Regions from separate parts of the Pan troglodytes genome. Here region 1 is linked to region 2. The links are chromatin contacts, called in public Hi-C maps. All regions are on one chromosome and are shown on one strand. Each heading gives the region's core, a stretch centred on a gene start, on an enhancer-like site or on the middle of the called end of the contact. The rest is flanking DNA. Distances are from core to core; before and after follow the strand shown. Region 1 overlaps SMAD3 (SMAD family member 3). Region 2 holds the start of SMAD3 (SMAD family member 3).

Region 1 (6,840 bases), core at 867-3,366, 85 kb before region 2:
ATGATGCTCCATTTGGTGGAAACAAAAATGAGTATTTATCAGCCCCAAAACTCTAACTTCGTAAAAACAGAATAGAAGATACTAGAGGCTGAAAAGCGTAGAGGGAATAGAGGGATGGGGAGAAATTTGTTAAAGGTCTCAAAATTACAGCTAAAGAGGAAAAATCAGTTCTAGTGTCCTATACCACTGTAGGATGATTATACTTAACAATAATATATTATATAGCTTCAAATATCTAGCAAGCATATATTACAATATTATTATTACACAGTTTACAATTATTATGTAATATATGATTGTTACTATGTATAATCATATATTACATAGTTTCAAATAGGAGAATATTGAATGCTTATATAGTAACATACATAGTAACATTCATATATTACATAGTTTCAAATAGAAGGAGGATATTGAATGCTTCCAACCCAAAGAAATGATAAATGCTTGACAGGATGGAGATGCTAATTAACCTGATGTGATCACCATAATGACATTAATATGTATCAAAACATCACTATGTATCCCATGAATACGGACAATTATTTGTCAATTTTAAAAAATCAAATATTTTTCAAAAACTCTAACTTTGGAGGGAAAGGTAAAAAGGGAAAATAGCCTGGGCGCAATGGCTCATGCTTGTAATCCCAGCACTTTGCGAGGCTGAGGTGGGTGGATTACAAGGTCAGGAGTTCAAGACCAGCCTGGCCAACATAGTGAAACCCTGTCTCTACTAAAAATACAAAAATTAGCCGGGCATGGTGGTGCAAGCCTGTAGTCCCAGCTACTCAGGAGGCTGAGGCAGGAGAATCACTTGAACCCAGGAGGTGGAGGTTGCAGTGAGCCGAGATTGCGCCACTGCACTCCAGCCTGGGCAACAGCGAGGGATTCCGTCTCAAAAAATAAATAAATAAATAAATAAATAAATAAATAAATAAAAGTGAAAATGGGGAGAAAGAGCTATTGGAGACTGTGAGATAATGGTCTCATCTTAGACCCTCTTCTCCAAAGAAAAGAAAACAGGCTTAGAGGTGGCAAGGTAGAACTGAAACACAAATCTGGGCCTTCCACTAATATATGAATGTCTTAAGACTGAGATATAAGGCCTGGCGTGGTGGCTCACGTCTGTAATCCCAGCACTTTGGGTAGCCAAGGTGGGCAGATCACCTGAGGTCAGGAGTTCCAAGACCAACCTGGCCAACATGGTGAAACCCCGTCTCTACTAAAAATACAAAAAAATTAGCCAGGCATGGTGGCGGGCACCTGTAATCCCAGCTACTGGGGAGGCTGAGGCAAGAGAATCACTTGAACCTGGGAGGTGGAGGTTGCAGTGAGCTGAGATTGTGCCACTGCACTCTAGCCTGGGCGACAGAGCGAGACTCCATCTTAAAAAAAAAAAACAAAAAAAAAAACAGACTGAGAAATAGCTTTGCTCTCTTAAAAAAAAAAAAAAAAAAAAAAAAAAGCAGGACATGGAAAAGTCCCCTCCCCTGACAACTGCAATTTCTCAAGTCTTATCTGCCGGCAAACCTCACTATTAGTTCAACTTCACAAAACAAACAATTCTTATTACAGGACTCTTAGTCATTCTGTTTTTCACTTTCTTCCACAGAGCAGAAGCCATTAGGTCTGGGTATCCTCTCTCTGCCCTCTTTTCCCAGACCTGGTTCCCAGCCTCCCGCCTCCTGCAGTCAGGTCTGCCCGAATCGGAGCACCATGAATCACTTCCCGTGGGCAGACTGCACGCTTGGGGGTGGGATTTACTTTCTTTCTTTCTTTCTTTTTTTTCCTGGAAAAGATTCTCACAGACTTTTGGGGTAAAACAAGTGGAACCAGGCGATGATAACTGGCGGCCTTGTTCTATCAAAACAAATCTTAAAGTTTCCAAAGACTTAGAGAAAATGTCAGGCGGGCATTCCTGACTGGGGGCGGGGGTTGGGGAGAGGTGAAGAGGGCAAATGAGGAGGTTTTGTGTTAATTGCACAGTTTTGACTTCCTTAATTATGAGTCACCGGCTAGAGAGATAAAACAATGTCACAAGTGCTGCATAACATGCAACGGGTCAACCGGGCGACTCAGGGCGACTCAGTGACATTCACGCGGAGAGGCAGTGCCTCAGGACAAGCGCTCACTCCAGTGATTTTACAACAATTCCTAGCAAATGTCACACAGTATGGTTGGGACATTTACAACCATCTCAGTCTTATGACATTTACAACTCAGTCCCTTCTTTTTAAAAGAAGCCCCAAAGCCTTCAGGATTTGAAACCTTTCAGTTAGCCACTGTTGGGTATGAATGGGGAGCTGGAAGTAAAGGAAGGGTGGGAAATGACCATGTTTCTTGAAAAAGTTAAAGGACCATGGAGGTAAAGAGATACCTTTACATGCAAAAAATGCAGCATTTGCATGACAGCAATTGCTAACGTTCCATACACATTCTCTTGCTTTCTGAACCAAAGCTTTACAAGCTTATATAAGCAGTTTCCATCCCAAATGGTAACAAAGAATGGGTGCCCTGTATATTCTGGCATCTGTACCCTGAGGACAGTTAAGTGGCCAATTAGCATTCCTTTCTGTCTAAGGGTACAGACCTCCTATTGTACCTAAAAAAAAAGGTTCTGGTTCATTGGGGCAATTCACCTAAGACAGCAAAGAACCCCTATGGGCAGGAAAACAGGAATTCCACACAAGCAAGAAAGGAGGACTTCAGAGAAGCCAGGCCCACACTTAACAATGTCAGGGTGGCAACAGCCCTCCTCGATTAAGCCGGCCTCATCAACTAAGTGGCCCTTGTCTGAAAGCTGCATCCCTAAAACAGCTACAATCAGGAACAAGCAAAGGCTTCCAGGTGAGGCGTCCTCCAGCTGGGTCCTAGATACTTACAACTCTCCCCGGTATCAGCCCACCCAGTCCCAGCTGAGATTCAGAGCACCTGCCCACCCACCACCTCACCCCCACTTCCTAGACAGGCCTAATTTACAGGCATAGAAACTCAAAATGCTGAACAGGCCCAAGTAGTGGAGGTAAAATGTTGCAGCCACAGTATCTGAATGTGAGGCTCCTGCACTCTTGGCCACCAGCATAGTGCGCTGAGGTGCAGGTGGGGACAGAGCCCTTGGAGGTCCAATTATCTTCCAGCTCAAACAGTAACCCACTCTGTGGCTTTCTGCTAAGAATGACCTCTCTCCATCCTCCCCTCCTCGAACTCTTACAGTTCACCATCCCCACTGTCCCGCACTCTTCAAATTCATCATCATTTAGCACCAAAGGCCTGGTATGATGAAGTGACTTCTGTGTGTTTCTGACTTCCCTTCCCAACAGTGCCAGGAGCTCCTTGAGGGAAAGGAAACCTAGCTTAACTTTGCCTGCATCCTGGATGGAGCAAGGGGCTTGCAGGTCACATTTGCTCAGAAAATAGTAATGGTAATGGAATTATTAGCTGATAGCATGCATCAGCAACTGGTAAGCTTCATAGTACCTTTCAGAAGACGTAGGAAATAAGCAAAGATCTCAGGCTGCCCACCAGCCTTGTGAACCCGATCAAGAAGTCAAGCCTCATAGCAAAGGGATCCACAGACGCACATTACTGCCATGGGCCCAATACCAGAAATGTTCTTTAAGCAATCAGCTGGTCTTGAGAGGTGCAATTAAAAACAGCAGGGGAATGACAGCCACAGGTGCCAGTTAGGCGAAAGCAACCAGCGGGGAAGTGCAGGAAGCTAAAATGTTTTTGAATGAGGAAACTCTGCCCACTTGCCATACCAGGGAGAGAGAGTCATCTGTGGCTAAGGTTGTAGGCAGACATTAAATACAGCGATTTGCAATAAACTTGCTCAACAAATATTTGTTAACTGGAGATTTTTATCAAGTGTTGGATTTAATAGAGGAGAAAGCACACAGATATATGGCCCACACTGGGGATGGACTGGAGCCCTGGCCGCTCATTAGATGACAGTGGTGTGTGTGGTCCTCCCTCTGGCTGTGCTACCGACTCATGGAGGAGTCTTTAGGTATGGATTATCTCATTTAAAAAATGATGGGTTCAACGGATCTCTAGTGTCTTCTCACCTTCTAGTACCTTCTAGCATTCCAAATACCTGTGAAATACACTAATTTGCAGGGAGAAGTGGCTTAAAGGTGTTCTGTGTCTACACTTCTCATTCCTTCAATGCTTTTAGGCACCTAGGGCCTTGGAGAAAACCTGAATCATAATATAGCAGCAGAGCAAATAAGTAATCAAAAATGTGGACTACCAACAAAAATTCCTCTTCCCTACTGTACATGGAGCAACAAACAGAAAGGATGAGAGAGAAAACTTCAGAACTTTGACTCTTTCTGCAGGTTAGAAGCAAACACAAAAGCCAAGTAAGCCCCAAACCCGATGCCAACATCAACTAAACAGTGGCAGTCGTAGCTGTCATGTGGGATATAAAGGAATTAAATTGATTTCAAACAACTTCCTGAGAGAGGAGGTTGCTTTAAACCAGAAAGGTGAGGGAGGCTGCAGAATTACTGACCTCAAAAATCAGAGGTCATGGAATGAATGAGACAGGTAGACAGGTTCCAGACATGCTCACATCTGTGGCTGGTAGAACTGGACCTGGACACGACACTGGGGCGGGGGCAGTGGGAGGGTGGTGTGCAAATGTCCTTTTGCAGAATATTCCAGCCTCAGAACCACAGGACTTTGGAGCTGGTGGGGGGGCATTTCACCACCACCTTCTTTTCCCCCTGAACACGTGAGGAAACTGGGGCCCAGGAAAGGATGGCATTTACCCAGGGATCCTTCTGAGTGAGCTCCTATGTTGTTTTTTTTCTACTCCAGGAATCATGACCCCAAAATTATGGCCCCAAATAGAAAACTCAGCTGTTGGTGTAACTGAACAAAGAAGCTAACACCACAATAAAGGGCAGGAGCTTCCATCAAGAGCAGAAAGAACAGAGTGGTTTCTGTGGAGGAGCGGCTGTGCCTGGCATTTCCCACCCTGCACACACCCAGCTGTTGGGGCCACACTCCACTGCAGCCTGTCTTTCAAGTCGGCCAGGCTGTCAAGCCTGGGCCCATCTCCCGGGCTCTGTAAACAGTTCTGGCTCTCTCTCTCTTCCCTCCTCCACTCTCAGAACACCACACATCACTGGGGCCTGGATTGTTTGGTAACAATGGAGGGGAACGTTAAACAAGAGTTGACGACGGGAAGTGAATCACTGAATTCTCAAACAGGCTCCGTGGAAGGAGCAAAGAACTGTGGGAGGGGCCCCTGGCAGGGCCTGGCGGGGTGCAGGGGAATCTTTGGAGGCTGCTCTCTTCTCACCCCGCCAAAGGACACCCTTCCAACTCTGCCTGGCTATAACCAGGTAGCAGCTTCATATGTCAGGCCCCATCTAGCTCCCAAATCACCCCCGCTACTTCCGAGTTTCCCTGGTGCTCTCTGCTCCTTGGATTAAGCAGGAGGGAGAAATGGAGAAAGAGCCTTTTTTCTACAAACACTGACCCAACTTTGTCCCCATACACCTTAAAGTCTGAACCTGAAGAGGCAGCTACAGGCTCTAACAGAAGGAAAAGGCTCATTCTTCTCTCCCCGCTCAGAGCATCAGCTACTTAAATGGAGATGTCCTCAAAGGAAAATATAAAACACAGAGACAATGTCTCTGTATGACCTGAGATTCCATATAAGTGTCTGAGAGAAGTCCCTCCCCGCTCCCCATCCCCCAACACACATTCCCTCTCCTAAGTCTGCACTGACTCCCACTCAACCCTGGTGCCATGGAACAGCCCCCTCCAGCCTCCACACTACCTGCTCTAGGCCGCACCTCCACTGGCAGCTGCTCTGGCCACGTGCCCTGGGCCTATAACCTTCAAAGTCTGGTCTCTGGCAGGCTGTCACATTTTATTCAAATGATGTGTAGGCATACTCTCTGCTCCTCCAAAAAGCAGTTGATCATCCAGTCTGTGTTTACTACAGGCCTACTATGTGCAAGGCACTTGGTGAGTATCTCTGTCTTAACTTCCTTTGCAAAAAATCAAAGATTAATGGCTCAATCTAGGAAACATTTAAGATTCTACGTGCAGGAAGAACAGGGCTGGGCACCCCTTGGTATATGTAAATGTGTCCTCAGTTTTGCTTTATAGGCTCTCTTTCCACAACTAGTTTTACCATGTCTACTTCAGCCTCATTAAGGAGTTAACACTGACCAGTTGCTTCCTAGAAGCAAGTTTTATGGTAAGCACTCTATATTTAAATACTTTAATCCTGTAGGACAGGGCCTCATCTTCCAAAAGATGACAATGAAGCTCAGAGAGGTTAGGAGTATTCCACAAGGTCACCCAGCAGGCAGGGGAGCAGAGCTGAACTCTGAACTCTAAACATTAAAGCCCAGCTTCTTCCCACTGTGTCAAGCTGTTGTTCTGCGTGCCCCAGCTGCCTTGCAGGGAGACACGGTGGAAACAACAGGAGACTGGAAATTGGGACTTGCATTGGAAAGCTGGCTCCTCTCCTTACCACCTGGGCCACCTCAGGCCAAGTGCCTCATCTCCGGGGGCCAATTTCCTCATTGGTATAAAGGGGCCACGTGGGAAGTGGTTCCTGTAGAGATTGCACATGTAGGCCCTTCATAAACCGGTAAGTGCCACACTGACATACAGTGTCACCCATAACCTTTCATTCACGAACCAGAAAATCCTGCCCAATGATGTTGCCGAACATCCACTCCTGAATTTTAACGTTATTACTGGAACAAGCTTGTGCAAGGTCAGGACACTGTAAGATGTCAGAACATTCTAGAAACATCATCTGGGAGAATTATTTTGTCTTTCTTTTCTGTTTTTTGTTTTTGTTTTTTA
Region 2 (6,845 bases), core at 928-3,427:
AGAGACTTCCCCAGACAGCACACCGCCTTCCCTCCCCCTTTATTGACTGGATCCACCCAGTTAAAAAAAATTTAAGTCCGCACTCCCACCATATGTGGCATTTATTTCCAGGGGAGGCCTGCCCTCGGTTCCCGTGGACAGATGTTGCTTTGTGCCTGCCTGACTCGCCTGGCAGCCCCTGTACAACTGCCCCAAGCAGGTGGCCAAGGATGGAGTCCACCCTGGCCCAGGGGCAGGGATGACAATCCCTTTGCGGCTGACAGTCCCTGGTGCTTTCTACTCATTCCTCGGCAGCCTGGGAGCCCCAAAACAGCCAGCCCCCAACACACACGCTCTCTCCCTTGGTTCAGAATCAAAGGAGGCTGAGAGGTAGAGATAGGAAGCCAAGGTAACCGCACCCCCAATTCCCAGCCAGGCACATCTAAGCTAAGGAAGGCCCTGGGGGAGTGAAGTCACTGACCCCTTCTATCAGCCATCTGTGGGCTCCCGCCCGACCTAGCTAGCGCGCAACGGGAAGGATAAAGGAGATCCAGACAGATGGCAGCGCGCTTTGGGAAGGAAGGCTCTACAGGAATGCGAGGGCCGATGCGAGGCCCACTTTGGGGTGTGTTTTGTTATCTGCCCGGCTGCAGCCTGCCCCTCTCCCTCGTTCTGCACGGTTTCAAAATCTCTTGGACCAAAAGGAGGGCAAAAGAGTCGGGATGGGGGGGTGGGAGGTGGGAGAAGACCCTATTTTCCGCCACTTGTCTCTCCCATTTGGAAGTCAGAGCACTGCACTGCAACCAAAGTGCGTGCATGCTCAGGGGGCGGGAGACTGGCACAACCGAGTCTAAAAATACTCGATAAAAATGCTAATCCCGAAGGCAAAGAAAGAACGAAGAAGGAATCTGTCAATCACTAGGCTCCCGCTCCTCACCCACAGCCCCAGCTGTACGGACCGCATTCCTGTAGAGGAAAGTGGGGAGACCGGACTGAAGAAAAGAAACGCAAAGACACCACCACCTCCACGAGCGCGGGCAGCGGGGGCGGGAGGCGGCGGCGGAGGAGGGGCTCCGGCCCGCGGAGCCGAACAAAGCGGGCCTCAACTTCCAGCCCCAGCTCCCCGGAGTGGGGGCGGCCGAGTCCCGCAGCAACCCGCTCTCCCCTCCCGGAGGTGGAAAGGGAATGTGAGGTCTGGAAGCCAGAGTGCCGCGTGGAAGCCTCGGGCTCTGATCTTTGCAAATCAGAGATGGTTTTGTTTGGGGTCCCCCCACCCCCTTCCTGCCCGCGCTCTCCCACTCTCACACACACGCACCCACACAGTCTCACTCCCTCCCTCTCTCTCCCTCTTCCCATCTCCAGCCCCACTGGGTCGGCCCCGCAGTGCCAGGGGGCTGGGCCGACGTGCCCCCGGGTCCCCCGGGCGGGCCCCCACCTGGGGATGGTGATGCACTTGGTGTTGACGTTCTGCGTGGTGATGGCCTTCTCCAGCTCGTCCAGCTGCCCCGTCTTTTTGAGTTTCTTGACCAGGCTCTTGACCGCCTTCTCGCACCATTTCTCCTCCTGCCCGTTCTGCTCGCCCTTCTTCCAGCCCAGCAGGCGCTTCACGATCGGGGGAGTGAAAGGCAGGATGGACGACATGGCTGGGGAGGGCGCGCGGGCGGCGAGGAGCGCCCCCGGCGGGGCTGGGCTCGACGGGACGCCGGGGGCGCAGAGGGGAGCTCGGCCGGGGCCTGCCGCGGTCGCCCAAACTTCGCCTCAACTCTCGGCGAAGTTGCCGGGGCGCCGGGCCGGGCCGCGGCGCTGCAGCCTGCGGGGCTCGGCGCGCGGCCCTGCGCCCGGAGCGGCTCCCACGGCGAAGAGAAGAGCGGCCGGGCGGGCGGACGGCAGCAGTGCCGGGTCGGGAAGGCCCCGAACGCGGGGCGGTGGCGGCAGCCGCGAGACTCCAAGTGGCAGCAGAAGTTTGGGTTTCCGCACGGGGTAGCTGTTTGGGTGCCGCCTCCGGGAAGGAAAGTCCAACCCCCGGCCAAACTTCGCTCGCCTCGCTAGCTTTGATGCGCAGATCCCTCCGCCTCTGCGGCCTCACCGCCCCGCCACCCTCCTCCTCCCGGCTCGCCGCTCGCTCGCTCGCTCGCTGGCTGGGCCGGCCCGGGGCGTGCGCCGCGCTCCCGCTCCCGCCCGCTCCCAGTCTGTGTTTCATGCAAATCCGCGTGCAGCCTCCTTTCCAAGTGCTGTCACCGCCCCCTCGCCGCCGGGGCTCCCCGCCTCCTCCCCCGCGCCCCGCCACCTCCTCCCGCGGGCGCCCTGCCCGCCCCCTGCTCCGGGGAGGGCGCCCGGCCGGCCACCACCCCGCGCCCAGCATGCCCACGTGGGCGACCCGGGCGGCGGCAGTCCTGGCTGGAGCGCGCGGGACCCTGCGCGACCCCGACCTGAAGTCGGGCGGGCGCGGGGAGGAAGTCCTGGGAAACACGGCGAGAGGGGCCTCGGGCGGGAGGGCTGAGCGCGGCCCGTGGCGTCCGCTCTCGGAGTCCACACTCAGGCGGCTCGGTTGGAGTTGCGGGCCGGAGAGGGTTGGACTCGCAGCAAGTAAGCGCCGTGCGGACGCGAGTGCACCCTGGAGAGGACCCGAGCCCGAGAGGGGGCGCGCGGAAGGCCCGGGCCCAGGAAGTTGGGGCCCGCACTTGGCCTCGCGCTCGCTGATCCCCGTCAAGGCCCTTGGCCGGCGCTGGCGCCCCTGGGCTGTTTTTATTCTCTAGTCGGTGAGATCACACCGGCCGAGAGCCTCGGGAACGTGTGCGGAGGAGGAGGGGGTGAGAAGTGGGTCCTCAGAAGTGGAGAGCTGGGGACACCAGTGACAACCTGGACAATGGCTGGAGCCAGGGGTCTCTTGAGCCTTGTGAACCGAGTGCCCGGCAGAAAATGAGCCTCAAGGACATCTGTTGAGTTCTTGAAGGAATGAATGGAGGCGCTTTCGAATTTATCTTTGAAAGAAATTTACATAACAGGGTGTTTGTTGCTGGATCTCCTGATAGAGAAGGATCGGAAATTTGATAATTCCCAATAAATGGAAGAGAGTTTTGTTTCCAAAGCAATGAACTCACAAAAAAGTGGGGCAAGACAGGAGTTTTCGGAGAGTTTGTGTATTCAAAAAAAGCAAAACAACAACAAACCAATTGGCACATTGGGGAGCTCCGCGGCTTTTCTCTCCACCAAAAGAATTCAGGGGCGTCTGCCCGCAGGGCCCTCGGCGGTTTTCAGGAGCTACTCCAGGCCCCTCGGCCTTTCTCTTGCTGCCTCCCGCAGCCGACTAGCCGGTGTCTAAGCCCTTTGTTTGTTTTTAACAGCAGGAATCTCCCACCCCCACCCCTGCTTTGTTAAAAAAAAAAAAAAAAAAAAAAGTTATCTGCAACCCTCAAGTGGGTGGGGAGTTACAAAGCCCTGTGAGGTGTGGCGGAATCCACAAAGTCAGCCCAGAAGCGGCAGGGGCCCTTGCCTTGCTTCAGAGAACCGCCTCCCACAAGCCAATCCGCAGCTGCTGCTGCAGAAGTGCGCTGTGCTCCTCACCCTCCTCTCTTCCTAAATACCCGCCTGAAAAGGAGAATACGTGAAACCCAACTGAGTCTTGACAACCTGGCTTCCGTTCCTTGCTGGTCCTCCTGTTAACGCGCTGCCGCTGTGGTCTTAGGTTTCACTGTCCTCTTCCCGTCCGTCAAGAGAGACAAGGATGACACAATCCACATTTATTGATTGCTTTCTTCATTCCAGGTAGCCCGCCTGCTGCCCTTTGATTCAATCTTAACAGTGGTTGGTGAGGTAGATGTTCCTCTGCCTCACGTTTACGGAGGCACAGAGAGATTACATTACTTACTCAGGATTCCAAGTGGCAGAGCTGGAATTTGAACCCAGTACTTTGTTGAAGCCTCAGTCTCCGATCTTGACACTGCACCCAGCTGCCTGGGTCACGGAAGGCAAAGATGACATCATTGATCGAGCTCTTTGCAAAACAGTTCTCTACACGGGCACACTGTTTTAACACTGCAAGGATTATTTGCTCACCTGTAAAATGGGGCTAGAGGTAGCTTCCCTCGCGATCTCCTAGGGTGGCTGTGGGAAGCTCATGTGAAAAGGTTTGCATTGCTAATGCCATGAAAAGTGGTGGAGGGAGGTCAAATAAGTATAACACACATTGACGGAGCAGCTCTAAGTTGCAGCCCTCCTATTCAGTTCCTGAACTTCCGAAATAAAAGACTAAGGTTTTCAAGGCGTTCACAGCCTAGAGAAGCATCAAAGGGTGGGGATGAGGATGATGTGACTGAGTGGGCAAAGATGGGCAGGGGCCTTGCAGTCATCATCGTCCAGTAAAGTGTTAATCTTAACCTGAACAAGTCCAACCATTGAGAGGTAGCCAAAGAAAGTAAGAGGGGCTCCGGATCCATCAGTGACTGGCCTGGCTTCCAATCCTGGCTCTTTCTCTTCTTCCCCTTGGACAGCGTCCGTTCTCTCCGCTGTAAGAATGGAGCAAGCGGTTCTCACTGTGCAGAGTGTTGGATCCAGAAAGAGCGTTGTAACTGTCCTCCTGTAGTTCAAGTCCTTTATGTTACAGAGGGAGCAATGTCTGCTGAAGGAGGGTGATTTGCACTGTAGAGGAAGAGCGTCAGAGAGATTTGAGGATTACATGTAGTAAGTAGAAGGACCTGACAGGTACTTCACCCTCTAAAATCATGGTATGGGAAGGGGCCCTCATTCAGCCCTCTCATTTTCCTGAGGGGAGGAAATAACTAGGCAGCCAGCTAGTTAGAGTGGCAGAACCACGCTTCCCTGCTGGCATCCGTGTGACAAGAACAGCTGTGCATGCAGAAAAATAGTGCTGGACCCACCTACAAGTCTAATAAGTGCCATTTCTGGGCTAGCTCTTTCTCCTCAGGCCTGTTTCTCCAAGAGAAGTCCCTCCACTGGGGGACTAAGTCCAGTTTCAGAAAGCTCTGAGGAGGGCTGAGGAACTGATTCTTCCAGTGCTGAGAAGACCCTGCATGTTCTCTTGATCTTGACTTTGGGCAGTGAATGGGTGGGCTGTTGTGGATGGGTACAACTCTGTTCTGGCACCGGGTCTTTTGGGGCCCAGCCATACCTGCTTTTGCAGAGGTTGTCCTTGGGAGGGAAACATTAGCCCAGTTAATTTTTCATCATGGTAAGTGCAAAGTTCAGGAGAGGTGGGATGGAAGTGGAGACAGCAACTGTTTCCCTGGGAATAGTCCATCCTATGAACAGTTCACCTCGTTAATAGACACATCAGAGGGTTTTCGTGTATTTGGAGTGGCTCCCAGGTGGGCCGGCCACTCCAAATAGACGAAAGAAACAAACACCTGACTTCAATTCTGATTATTTTCCCATTAGCTCAAGGGTATTTAATCAACAAGTAGTGAATCTAGAAAAAGCACTAAAATCATCTTCATCTTACACAGACAGAAAGTGATGTCTGTAAGGGAAGGTGATTTGCACTGTGAAGATAAGTAGCCAAATCAGGACTAGAACTTTTATCAGAGTGCCCTCACCTAAGAGAGAGCCTCTGTCTACGGTCAGATCTCTACCTATAGCTCTTTGTAACACCTTACACGTGTGAGCTCTTCTGTGGCACCAGAATGACCTGGGTTAAACTTCTACCTCTTCCACTTCCGGCTGTGTGACTCTGGGCACGTTCCTTAACTCTGTGTGTGTCAGTTTTCTCATCCATAAAATGTGATAATTACAACACCTTCTTAGGATTGCTGTATGGAATCAGATTAAATCATATAGAAAGCTTGGTACAAGCACATAGTAGGTTCTCAATATACATGGATGTGATTCATGCATACCATAAAGTGCTATGCAAAAGTGAGAAGCAATGAATTCCATGTACATAAAACAAATGTATAGATTTTAAACACAGTTCCAACAGAAAATAGTAAGACACAGAGGGAAAGGAATAGCATAATGCTACTATGTAAAACAAATTACATATACACAAAATAATTATATACATTTTGAAAGAAGTTATACAAATAAAAAGATATACATTGAACCACTTCACATCCATTAGGATGGCTATTATCTTTTTTTCTTTTTTTTTGAGATGGAGTTTCGCTCTTGTTGCCCAGGCTGGAGTGCAATGGTGCCATCTTGGCTCACTGCAACCTCCGCCTCCCGGGTTCAAGCAATTCTCCTGCCTCAGCCTCCTGAGTAGCTGAGATTACAGGCATGTGCCACCCACGCCTGGCTAATTTTGTATTTTTAGTAGAGACGGGATTTCTCCATGTTGGTCAGGCTGGTCTCAAACTCCTGATCTCAGCTGATTCCTCCCACCTTGGCATCCCAAAGTGCTGGGATTACAGGCGTGAGCCACCGCGCCTGGCCAGCTATTCGCTTTTAAAAAACAGAAAATAACATGTTGGAAAGGATGTGAAGAAATTAGAATCCTTGCACATTGCTGGTGAAGATGTGAAGTAGTGCTGCCTCTGAGGAAAATGCTGTGGTGTATGTATGGCAGTTCCTCAAAAAACTGAGCAGAATTACCATATGATCCGGTCATTCTGTTTCTGGGGATATACCCAAAAGAATTGAAAGCAGGGACTACGGGTATATCCACACCCATGTTCGTAGCAGCCTTATTCACAACAGTCAAAAGGTAGAAGTAACTCAAGTGTCCATCAATGGATGGGTGGAAAAACAAGATGTATTGTAGTCATACAATGGAATTTTTAAATTTTATTTATTTATTTATTTAGAGACAGAGTTTCGCTCTTATTGCCCTGGCTGGAGTGCAGTGGCGCGATCTTGGCTCACTGCAACCTCCACCTCCCAGGTTCAAGTGATTCTCCTGCCTCATCCTC

Evidence for each region. Hi-C and Micro-C count contacts between places; a contact is called where the count stands out from the background.
Region 1: a Hi-C map of stem cell-derived neural progenitor cells shows a contact between it and region 2, with 3 times the contacts expected there. The contact joins the enhancer-like site here to the promoter of SMAD3 in region 2. A contact is called at or near these places in 1 of 7 Hi-C or Micro-C datasets (stem cell-derived neural progenitor cells) and 1 of 1 datasets of contacts at active chromatin or transcription factors (stem cell-derived excitatory neurons).

What each region holds. Positions count from the first base shown.
Region 1 is chr16:59,139,542-59,146,381 of NHGRI_mPanTro3-v2.0_pri, reverse strand. The region is part of intron 1 of SMAD3 (SMAD family member 3); the gene reads right to left. It overlaps LOC134808549 (a long non-coding RNA gene), which reads left to right and starts at 5,252. Exons shown (of 2, transcript XR_010151767.1): 1 at 5,252-5,985. Within about 2 kb of position 2,116, at least 2 of the 24 cell types and tissues checked have an H3K27ac peak or open chromatin away from gene starts, as enhancers often do. A contact at or near this core is called in stem cell-derived neural progenitor cells, where this site is marked.
Region 2 is chr16:59,055,048-59,061,892 of NHGRI_mPanTro3-v2.0_pri, reverse strand. It overlaps SMAD3 (SMAD family member 3), which reads right to left and starts at 2,177. Exons shown (of 9, transcript XM_001159972.7): 1 at 1,415-2,177. The coding sequence starts at 1,620.